2 separate regions of the Zea mays genome follow, and region 2 is linked to region 1. A link is a contact called in public Hi-C data. All regions are on one chromosome and are shown on one strand. The core of a region is the stretch at or near the end of the contact, and the rest is flanking DNA. Distances in the headings are between cores, read along the strand shown.

What was found. Hi-C and Micro-C count contacts between places; a contact is called where the count stands out from the background.
Region 2: a contact with region 1 is called in a Hi-C map of leaf, with 7 times the contacts expected there. The contact joins the enhancer-like site here to the promoter of LOC103641260 in region 1. A contact is called at or near these places in 3 of 25 Hi-C or Micro-C datasets (ear, leaf and tassel).

What each region holds. Positions count from the first base shown.
Region 1 is chr10:78,828,572-78,833,544 of Zm-B73-REFERENCE-NAM-5.0, forward strand. LOC103641260 (AT-hook motif nuclear-localized protein 23) reads left to right here and starts at 2,860. Exons shown (of 2, transcript XM_008664622.2): 1 at 2,860-3,420; 2 at 3,512-4,677. The coding sequence starts at 3,512. The coding sequence ends at 4,387.
Region 2 is chr10:78,948,120-78,953,092 of Zm-B73-REFERENCE-NAM-5.0, forward strand. No RefSeq gene overlaps it. Among protein-coding and RNA genes, the nearest start is that of LOC100282280, 7.8 kb to the right of the region's middle. Within about 2 kb of position 3,067, at least 17 of the 20 cell types and tissues checked have an H3K27ac peak or open chromatin away from gene starts, as enhancers often do. A contact at or near this core is called in ear, leaf and tassel, where this site is marked.

The DNA.
Region 1 (4,973 bases), core at 1,610-4,109:
AAACACCCACACACATGCTATGCTAACTTACATATAGGAATTATTCAAGAAGGATTATCGTTATCAGAACAACTTCATGTGTTTGTGTTCCACTGACATTAAACTGTAGTTACAAGACCATAGTATGATCCACAAACATACAAGTAAAGCATGAAAATTCGCCAGCCAATGTTTTGCACATGAAGTATGCTTTTTTTCTAAAAATAGTTATAAACAAAAAATTGCATGCAGTTTATTGATTAACAGAATAAGCAACATAAATAATAGAAAATATGAGTCTACATTATATCTTTCTCTGTAGTTATATGAAGAACGGTGAACCTGTCATGACCTTCCAGGCTGCCTTCTTCATGGAGATCATCACCATGATCAAGAAGAAACCTCAAGATAGGGAGGTTTCCACTAAACACAACATGCCATATTAGTACCATGCTCTTACCTACAAATATAAGCACACAGTTTTGTCGACCGAAGCTAACTCATAATTTATAAATGGATCAAACTTACTAAAGTCGTTCTTTTGTTGTAATATGGTCGTTTTGCAACTTGTTGTACGTCTCTGCAATACCAAGAACCATTATAGTTAAAGACAATTATAGCGTGGATTCATTGATAATGTCGACAGACCGTCAGTGCAAAGCTGAACTGACCAACACCCTCAAGAAGAACCTTCTGTTTGGCGAGGTTCTACATGGGGGCCTTCGTCGGTGACATAGGCTTAGATGAAGAAGGCGAACATGGAGAACATGGCCAGTCGGCCGTTCTTGATCTCCTTCACCTTGAGGATGGCAGTTTGGTAGGGGTCGTTGGCCAGGCCTAGGATGTCAAAGGGCCCACTGGGGCACCGATGGCGAGGATGATCTTCGCGATGACAGCCAGACATAGATCCATTGATGGGAATGTTGTTGCCGAAGTAGTTTAGTATTGTCATCCAGGAGTAGAGTATCAGTATGCATGCGTTCAGGTGACAGACACCATCCATGAGCTTTTAGTTCATATTTTCAGATTACAGTACTGCTACACTGTATCTACCAATTAAAAAATATGAAACCTTTGGTGTCTTCTATTTTGCTTTTAAATAAACGCAATGACATATATATTTGAGAAAGGGAAAAATGCTACTGAAGTGGTATGATAATTCTGAGAGGTGGTGGTTAGGACCTTGAACGAAACGGCCTAAGGGTAGCGGTTAGCGCCGAACTTGTTGCAGGCCTCTGGGATGACAGCGCCAGCGGCACCAAGCATGGCCTATTTGGCATGGATCAGCTCATAGGCTTGGTACCTGTATGGCGTTGATGGTAGGATAAGTTTTCTGAGTAGTGACACTTGTATCAACAATAGGTTCATCACCAAGCAAATCATTAACTGAAGAAACATATGCACTATTCCCAGTATTTTGGCATGAGGTCCATAACTAATTTCTCAAACTAAGACAGGTATTGTTGTACGAGCGGCAAACCAGCTTATGCCAAGGGTAAAAACATATTAGTAGAAGTTTATAGTATGTAAGTTTACTCAAGAAAGAAGAAATTTGATAATTCCATAATGTCTCGGTTAACTGTTTGCCTGAGAAAACAACTGACCAAGATTGATTACTGCTTTATTTTTAGTTGTTACTGGAATGGATGATCTTCGTGGCTCCTTCCCCGTGAGCCTTGTGATCATTGAGTAGTTGGCTAAATTGCTATTTAATGTAGCCAGATGCAATTCAGTGCTATGCTAATTTCTACTTTGGTATGGCGATCAGGTTTAGATTTTGGCGAAACAAAAACAGTGGAGTGGAGTGGAGTACAAGCGGCCAGAAAAGTGAGAGAGCTATAAGTCTGGAGCTAGGAACGGTGTGAGCACGGATCGACCAAAAAAACTATGCAATAATACAATTCAACTTTGTAGTGGAATGTGGAGAAATTTCACCGTTTCTGGAAATGCATAAAAGAATAGAAAAGGTCACCTTGAACTGGATCTAGGTCTGCTAAAGCAATGCTGAAACCCTCCACATCAGAGTCCACGACTCCCCTTTCTTCCTGTTCGGTGACCTCCATATCCTCCTCCATGACACGCCTTTCCCTCTCTCTCGCCTACCACTCCCGCGTACGCCCATACCAGGTTGGGCGGCGGCTGGTGCGAAGCCATTGCACGGGGCGAGAGCGAAGGTTGGTCGGCGGCTGGTGCGAAGCCATCGCACGGGGCGAGAGCGAAGGATGCGGACGCCCGCGTCCGGGTGAGGCGGGAGGTTCGGTCGTCGCAAGCGAGGCAGGTGGGTTTTGTTGACATAGATCTAGGCAAGCACGTTGGGTGAGCGGAGGATGCGGACGCCCGCGTCCGACGATGGCGGGACATCACGAGAGGGCGGGGGAACCGCGGCGTGCGTCGCGGGGATAGGGCGGACGCAGGGGCGGGCATCACGAGCGGCCGAGGGCATCGCGGCGTGCGTCGCGGGGGCGAGGCAAGCACAGGGGCGAGCATCGCGCCGAGCGGGGGCAGGCGGGGGCATGGTGCCTGGTGGACGCCCTCGTTAGAGTCTTATAGGAGTAGTATAGATAAAAAGTTTCTCAAATTTAACTAAATTGTGGAGAATAATATCAATATTTATATTATATTATGAAAACATATTCTATGATTAAACTTTTGTATATGTTTAGTTAAGTTTTAAGAGGTTTAACTAGAAATGGGAGATGCGTAATTATTTTGAAATGGAGAAATTACGCCACTTCAACGAGTGAACCTGGGTGACAGACACATGGGCCCTACAAAGGGCTAGACCTCACGTCACTCTATGGCAAGTCGGGCCATGCATCTTCCTCGTCACCCTCCTCCCTCCCTCTCCCTCTCTAGCTCATGTATATATTATATTTCTTCCTTCCATCAACTCCAATGACCAGCACTAACCTATGCCTTTCTCGCCTTCTTTCGCCATCACTTCCTCTCTCCTTCGTCCTTGTCCCTGTCGTTTCTCTCTCTTGGCCAGCATCGACGACGACTCCATCCTGCACCTCCCATCTCTGGCCCTTTTCTTCGCCTCTCCGTCCCACTCCAGCGAGCTGCTTTCTCCTCCCAAAATATAATCCGATCCACATGAACAATAAGCACCACCATCAGCAAGCAAGCAAGCAGCAGGATAAATTAACTTAGGAGTACGTACGTGAGAGAGAAATTAAAAGAAACCCCAAGCGCAGAGAGAGAGAGCGCGCGCGCGCGGCAGCTTCAGCCTTCAGCTATAGCTGCCCTTTTCGTCTCTCCTCCCCACATCCCAGAAACCATTCTTTACTCCCCTCCAAGAAAACAAGCACCACACAAACCCTAAAGAAATTCAGCGCACGCAGCAAGCGCGCCTCTCATCCTCTCCTTCCTCGCCGTCTACTATTTTCATCATCACCGCCACCACTTCCTCTCTCGCGCCGCCAATTATTAATATTATCGGTACTGTTGTGTAGCCATTATTTTTACTTTCGCTTATTTGCTACTATACTCCTTACTGACATATAATTAGTTCTTCTCCTACCCTAGAAAGATGGCAGGCCTGGATTTGGGCACAAGCTCCTACCTGCACCACCACCACCACCAGTCCCTGCACCTCCACCACGAAGACGGCGGCGGCCGCGCGGGGGGCTCTGACGATGGCCAGGACTCGCTGTCGCCGGGATCGGGCGGCGGCGGTGGTGCCCCGCCCAGCACCATCGGCGGCGGCGGGGAGGTCGTCGGCCGCCGCCCGCGCGGCCGCCCGCCGGGCTCCAAGAACAAGCCCAAGCCGCCCGTGATCATCACCCGGGAGAGCGCCAACGCGCTCCGGGCGCACATCCTCGAGGTCGCCGCCGGCTGCGACGTCTTCGAGGCGCTCACCGCATACGCGCGCCGCAGGCAGCGCGGCGTCTGCGTGCTCTCGGCGGCCGGGACCGTCGCCAACGTCACGCTGCGCCAGCCGCAGTCGTCCCAGGCCGGCCCGGCCTCGCCGGCGGTCGCCACGCTCCACGGCAGGTTCGAGATACTCTCCCTCGCCGGCTCCTTCCTCCCGCCCCCCGCGCCGCCGGGGGCCACCAGCCTCGCGGCCTTCCTGGCAGGGGGGCAGGGGCAGGTCGTCGGCGGTAGCGTGGCCGGCGCGCTCATCGCCGCGGGCCCGGTCGTCGTCGTGGCCGCGTCGTTCAGCAACGTCGCCTACGAGAGGCTGCCGCTCGAGGACGGCGACGAGGTGGCCCCTCCGCCGCCTGCAGGGGCCGACCAGCAGCAGCCCGGTGGCGTGCCGTTTGACCCCGCGGCCGCGGCGGCCTCTGCCGGGCTTCCCTTCTTCAACCTGCCGTTGGGGATGCCTCCAATGCCGATGGTCGGCCACGGCGGCTGGCCTGCTGGCTCCCCTGGCGGCGCCGGTGTCGGGAGGCCGCCCTTCTCTTGACGGATCCCATAGATCTATCGGCGAAGTGCACGCGCGCGAGGACGTGGACTACAGACTACTACGTGTACAACACCCAAGTAGCATCTCTTTCTCTGCCTTCCGCTTCATTCCCTTGCTTGTTCTCTCGCTCTTGTGCCATTGCTGTGATCTCTGTCTCTCTCATGTTTTTTATGTTAACCTGTATGGGACTTGATTGTGTTAATTCTTGATAAGTTGAGTGTCTCTGTTAATTTGAACTATGTTTTGTGAGGACATGCATTCATAAATTGATCAAAATTCGTTTTAGTTTATGTCCCGGAGTCAAATGCTCAAGGTAATTTATTACCATAAACTCTTGTGCTGGTGGGAAGAAACCTCAGCTTCGTTAAGTTGTCTGTCGGTTGCACTGGCTCTTTTGTTTGTTTTTCTTTTCCACATATCAAAAGTTCAGTGCTACTACTTATTGGTTCATGAATGTTATTTAATTTGCTGGTTTCATGCTTACATATCTTTTATTTCTACTGATGTTTAATTTGCAAATCAGTAGGTTTGCATGCTTTTTTTTTCTTGCAAGGGATCCAAATAACTCTTCATATATATATAATGG
Region 2 (4,973 bases), core at 1,817-4,316, 120 kb after region 1:
TGAAGAGCAAAGTCGCAGGTGAGACATTGCAACAATGGTACCTCAAAGAAATCATGGATCACCTCAAAATACAGATGATAATCATGTAATTTCTCATCTATCACTTCATATTTATGTTTCATTATTCGAACTTTGTAATCTTACTTCGCATATTTTATTAGGTTGGTAAAGAAGTCATATTATATTCTATGATGAGATCAGAAGTTCTTATTGCAATAGCAAATATTATCTCAACCGACCCAACCACTAAGGTTGGAGATGTTCCTCTTGGAAGGGAGTTTACACAGGTTTTTGTGACTCGTGTGCTAAAAAGGGAAAGTACTCTACCACGACCATACTTAGGTGTAGAGAGTATGGGGGATGCTCTTTTTATGCCCGTTGCATGGCCAACGAACAAGGTAAACTACAACCTTGTATTTTATTTATGTAATTAATAGAACACGCTTCTAAGGTTCTGTATTTTTAGATGAGTCGTAACAAAAAAATAAACATTGACCCAAGGTTCTACAACAACAGCAGGTAAATATTTTCTTCATATATAGTTGTGTATAAGTGTAGAGATGGATTAAAAACAGAGTGAATGGTACTATTTCATAACTGTGCATCTGAATCATTCTCTGATTTTGTAGACAATTCTTGTCTCTAATATGTAATTGTGTTTGTAATGGATCATTCTATGTATTCTATGAATTATGAAACATGTGATTGTTGTTGCTGTGTGAAACTAAGCTTCTCAAACTGAATTGTGACTTGGCGGTGCAAATATAATTCAGCATAACTGGCAGTTGCTGCTATAGTGCAATCCAGCTTTGAGCAGCTCAGTCACAATCCAGCTTTTATCACCGAAACTAATTAATTCAGCTTTTATTTGCACCGCCTCATACTATTGCACTATAGCAGCAGCCAAACTTGCTTTTAGGTGATATAGTTTCATTTTTTGTTTTACTGTTGCATGCCTTTGCCCGTTTGCCGTGAGACTGTGCAACATGGCCACATGGGGATGTGGTTTACAGTTTACTATTGCTATAGTGCTATGTACATTAATTATTTCATTCTTGCCCTGTTTTCATTTTTTTGGAGCATGTTTTCATGTTCTATTTCTTTGTAATCATGTGCATTCAGTACATAAATATATGTATTAATAAACCTTTATTGCACTTTCAGTTTGTATTTTCTGTTGGGAGTTTATGGACCTGCTGATACAGTAATTGACATATTATCAAAATATATTGTAGGAAGAGGAGCTGGAAGCAAGGATCAGATTGCTTGAAGTGTGAAAAAATGATTACTCGCATGCATGCTAGTTGTTGGCGTAACACCGAGCCGATGGAGAGAATTTAGTTTGCTAGATGAATCTTTATACTTTTGCATGTAATAGAACTGAAAGATCACTTCAAAATTTAGGAAACATGTATGCTATTATTTTTATATGTTCATCACAGAAAGCGTGTTCTAAACAAATATATGTTGGAATCCAAAGTCAAAGATTGATCTTCTTTTAGTAATCAAATTTCATATATTCTAAGCTACATATTATTCAAGTTGTCCTACAATGTGCATCATAATCAGTTTATTATTTGTTTCATTAGCATATATTTGTATGCATGTATTCTTTTTTTAACTGCACATAGGAAATAACATCAGACAATCTGTCGGCATATAGACTTTTAGCGACACACAAGGCGTCGACACAAAAATATGTTGGCAAAAGTCTGTCCGACAGCAAAGATATGTCTGTCGGCAAAAACATAAACATTACTGATAGATAGTATGTCGGTAGATCTATGTCTGCCGGTAAATCTTTTTGCTGACAGGACTTTCGCCGACACACATTGTCTGTCGCTAAAACTCTTTACCGACAGACTTTGCGACGCTATTTAGGTATTTTACCATCAGACAGTCCGTAGGCAATATTGTGTCATGGTGTAGTGCATGTTGAAACACCCAAAGTTCAGTACATGACAGCCATGCTGGTGAGCCTCTTAGTCTCATAGCAAATCACACACACAACATCGTTGCTTAGCCCCAAAAGAGTTCATCCATGCATCCCCAGATCCGATACCCTTGCATATGAGCTGACCAAAGGATTCCCGAGTGTATCTTGGCAGCAACACATGCAGCTTCTTCCATTCCTTGTATAATTAAACTACGTACCTAAGATTTCTCTACACTAGATACTTTAACAACAGTTCTAGCAAGTTCTCTTCAAGAATATAAAACACATATAGTAAAAGAATTGATGTCCGACGATCGATCACTCTAGAATTTTCGCTCATATATCAAGTAACTATAAGCAACCATGCATGTCTGACAAGCTTGAGACGTCCGGTTAGAAGAAGAATGCCGCCGCGTATCCGCCTGACAAGCTTGAGACGACACGGATCAAAAGACGTCCGGTCCTGGGGACAATAATGACAAGTTAGAAACTTTGTAGATGATTGATGGCAAGAATCGAAAGGCATGGATCAGCATGTTAGATTTGAGATTTAAATTTAGAAACTTCTATATTTAATGAACCAACATGTAGTACATATGTCGTCTATGTAAAAATCTAAAATCGAACATACAGACAGAAATAGATCATACAATAAACTGTCCGTTTCATCGTCTACAAACTAATTAATGCTTTGCATGTGGTTAAGATCAATCATGAATGTTGTTTGATATAAATTTCTAACTATATAGAGATATCTGGCAAAAAAATAGTTAAAGCAGTCGTCAGTTCCAATAATTCATTTTTGAACTAGAAAACGTCGTATATATATGAAAAAGCGGAGGGAGTATAATTATTCTGTTTCCATTTTTGAGGTAACAACGACTCGATTATATACTGTCCTTTATTATTCCTCTGAAAGCATCTTGATTCTCCTTGACCTCTTCTCTAGATTATTCTTCGCCCATTTGGTTTTCGCTTGTTCCTGATTCGTCTCGGAGATAATCCGGATGCTGCGCAGTAGTTGCGGGCCATAAGTTACTTGAGCCCATCAACTAATTGGGCTTAGTACAGGGCCTCACTACATCAATTGAGCTATTTTGAGCTTTGCTTTTACAGATAAGCCCAAAGGTAGAGTCGGGCCCGAATCGTCTGATAGATGTGTGCGTGCGTGAGAGGGATGGACTAATGGAGACACAGTAAGAGACGAGTCCGAGCATCTCAGTTCCAGTGGTCAGTGGATGAGGCCAGGGTCAATTTGGAACGGAAACGGTCCCACACGAGTGTCACGTCCAAAATGCAGTCACCATGGTCTCTCGAGTTTATCTGAAGAAACTAGTGCGTGAGTTGATTGGTAGTACAAGTAGGGATGCAATGCAAGTGGGCTTGTGCTCTGCACCAGGTTGTTATCCAGCAGCCTACAAGGCACAGATGTTGATCTCTGTTTAATCTTTACAAATTTAGTGATATAAATCTTGGATAAAAATTTCTGTTGCATACACAATCGGTATCAGGCCATCCCAGGATTGGTGGTTCTCTATGCTAAAGCACGACAGACGCACCAAACCAACATAAAATTATTTAGCCTTGTAACAACAAAATGCTTGAGCTAATCTTTGCACATTTCTCTTCTTCTTTTGCAGGACCACAAGGATACCGGTGTGCTCACCAACCAGATTTGTGAACACCATACAAAATTTATCACATGATCATAAGGATGCTATAAAAACAACTGTCCTTGGAAGAGGGTGAAGGTCCAGGAGTTCACGTCCTTGGTGCTGTCCACACAGTACCTGTCAAGCTTGGGGAACTGCCTCTTGCAGTATGTCCGTGACAGATTCCGCTCCCTGGCTGCAAATTATATCCACATTGTCCTGATATGTTATAGTTTGAAAGCTGTCTCCACGTTGTGCGGATTCTGCAAATTATCAGTAAATTCTTTAGTGTTATAGCTTGGACCTTTTTCGGGTACTTGATGAAATGATAGTTAAGAATTAGCTCTGAAGAATTTTGATACAAGTCCAGCCATAAATTCTACAATATATTGGGAGGCGCTCGAACACAAGTTCTCTGCCTCAGACGCTGGGCGCGAGCTGTATGTGATGGACGAGTACCATGACTTTATAATGGTTGATGGTAGTTATGTCGTGGAATAGGCTGATGGGTTCCAACTTATTGTAAGGGAACTCGAATAACATGGACATGTCTTGCCTGATAAGTTTGTAGCGGGTGGCATAATTGCCAAGTTGTCTTCATCAAGGAGGAACTTAGCTACAACTCTGATTTCCGTTGAGGATTTGTCGACTAATCTTGATGTGGAAAAGAAGGCGTGGGCAAAAGATGGTCCAAAAGCACCCGAAGGGTAGTCTAGCGCCAACATGATGCAACATGCTGGAAAGAAGAACTATAAGCCCAATCAGAATACTCAATTCAAAAGGAAGAAGAAGATGAACATGGATGAGGTTGTGTACTTTGCTTCCGGTGAGAATGGGCATTTGGTCAAGAAGTGCAAGAACCACAAGAATCGGTCAGGACATAGAAGAAGGATCCTTCCACGGATGATGGATGGGAGAAAGACCATAGAGTAAGGCTTGCCCCCACAACGGCAGGGGTCAAGATGTTGTGAAGTTTAATCGTTGAGCAAGTTAGTGAAAGTATCAAAGTTCGAACTCCTGCGATCTATATTGAAACAAAAAGTGAGAGGCTGAGATGACAAATAAATTAGAGAGTGAGATCCCCTCTGTTTATAGGGTGGATTCATTTACAGTAGCGAAGCTAGCAAAAATTTTATCGGGGTCATCAGTATTTTCTACTAGATCTTCACTATAGAACTATTGTTATTAACACCATTTTCCATTAGATATTCAGAAATTTACCGGGGTCAGCTACCATTTTCCATTAGATATTCAGAAATTTACCGGGGTCAGCTGACCCCAAAAAAGGGCTGGCTCCGTCCCTGTTTATTTACCAAGCCAGTCGATAGGAGATGACAAATAATATTTATAGGGTGTATTCATTCTCTAACGAACTAGTCAGTACC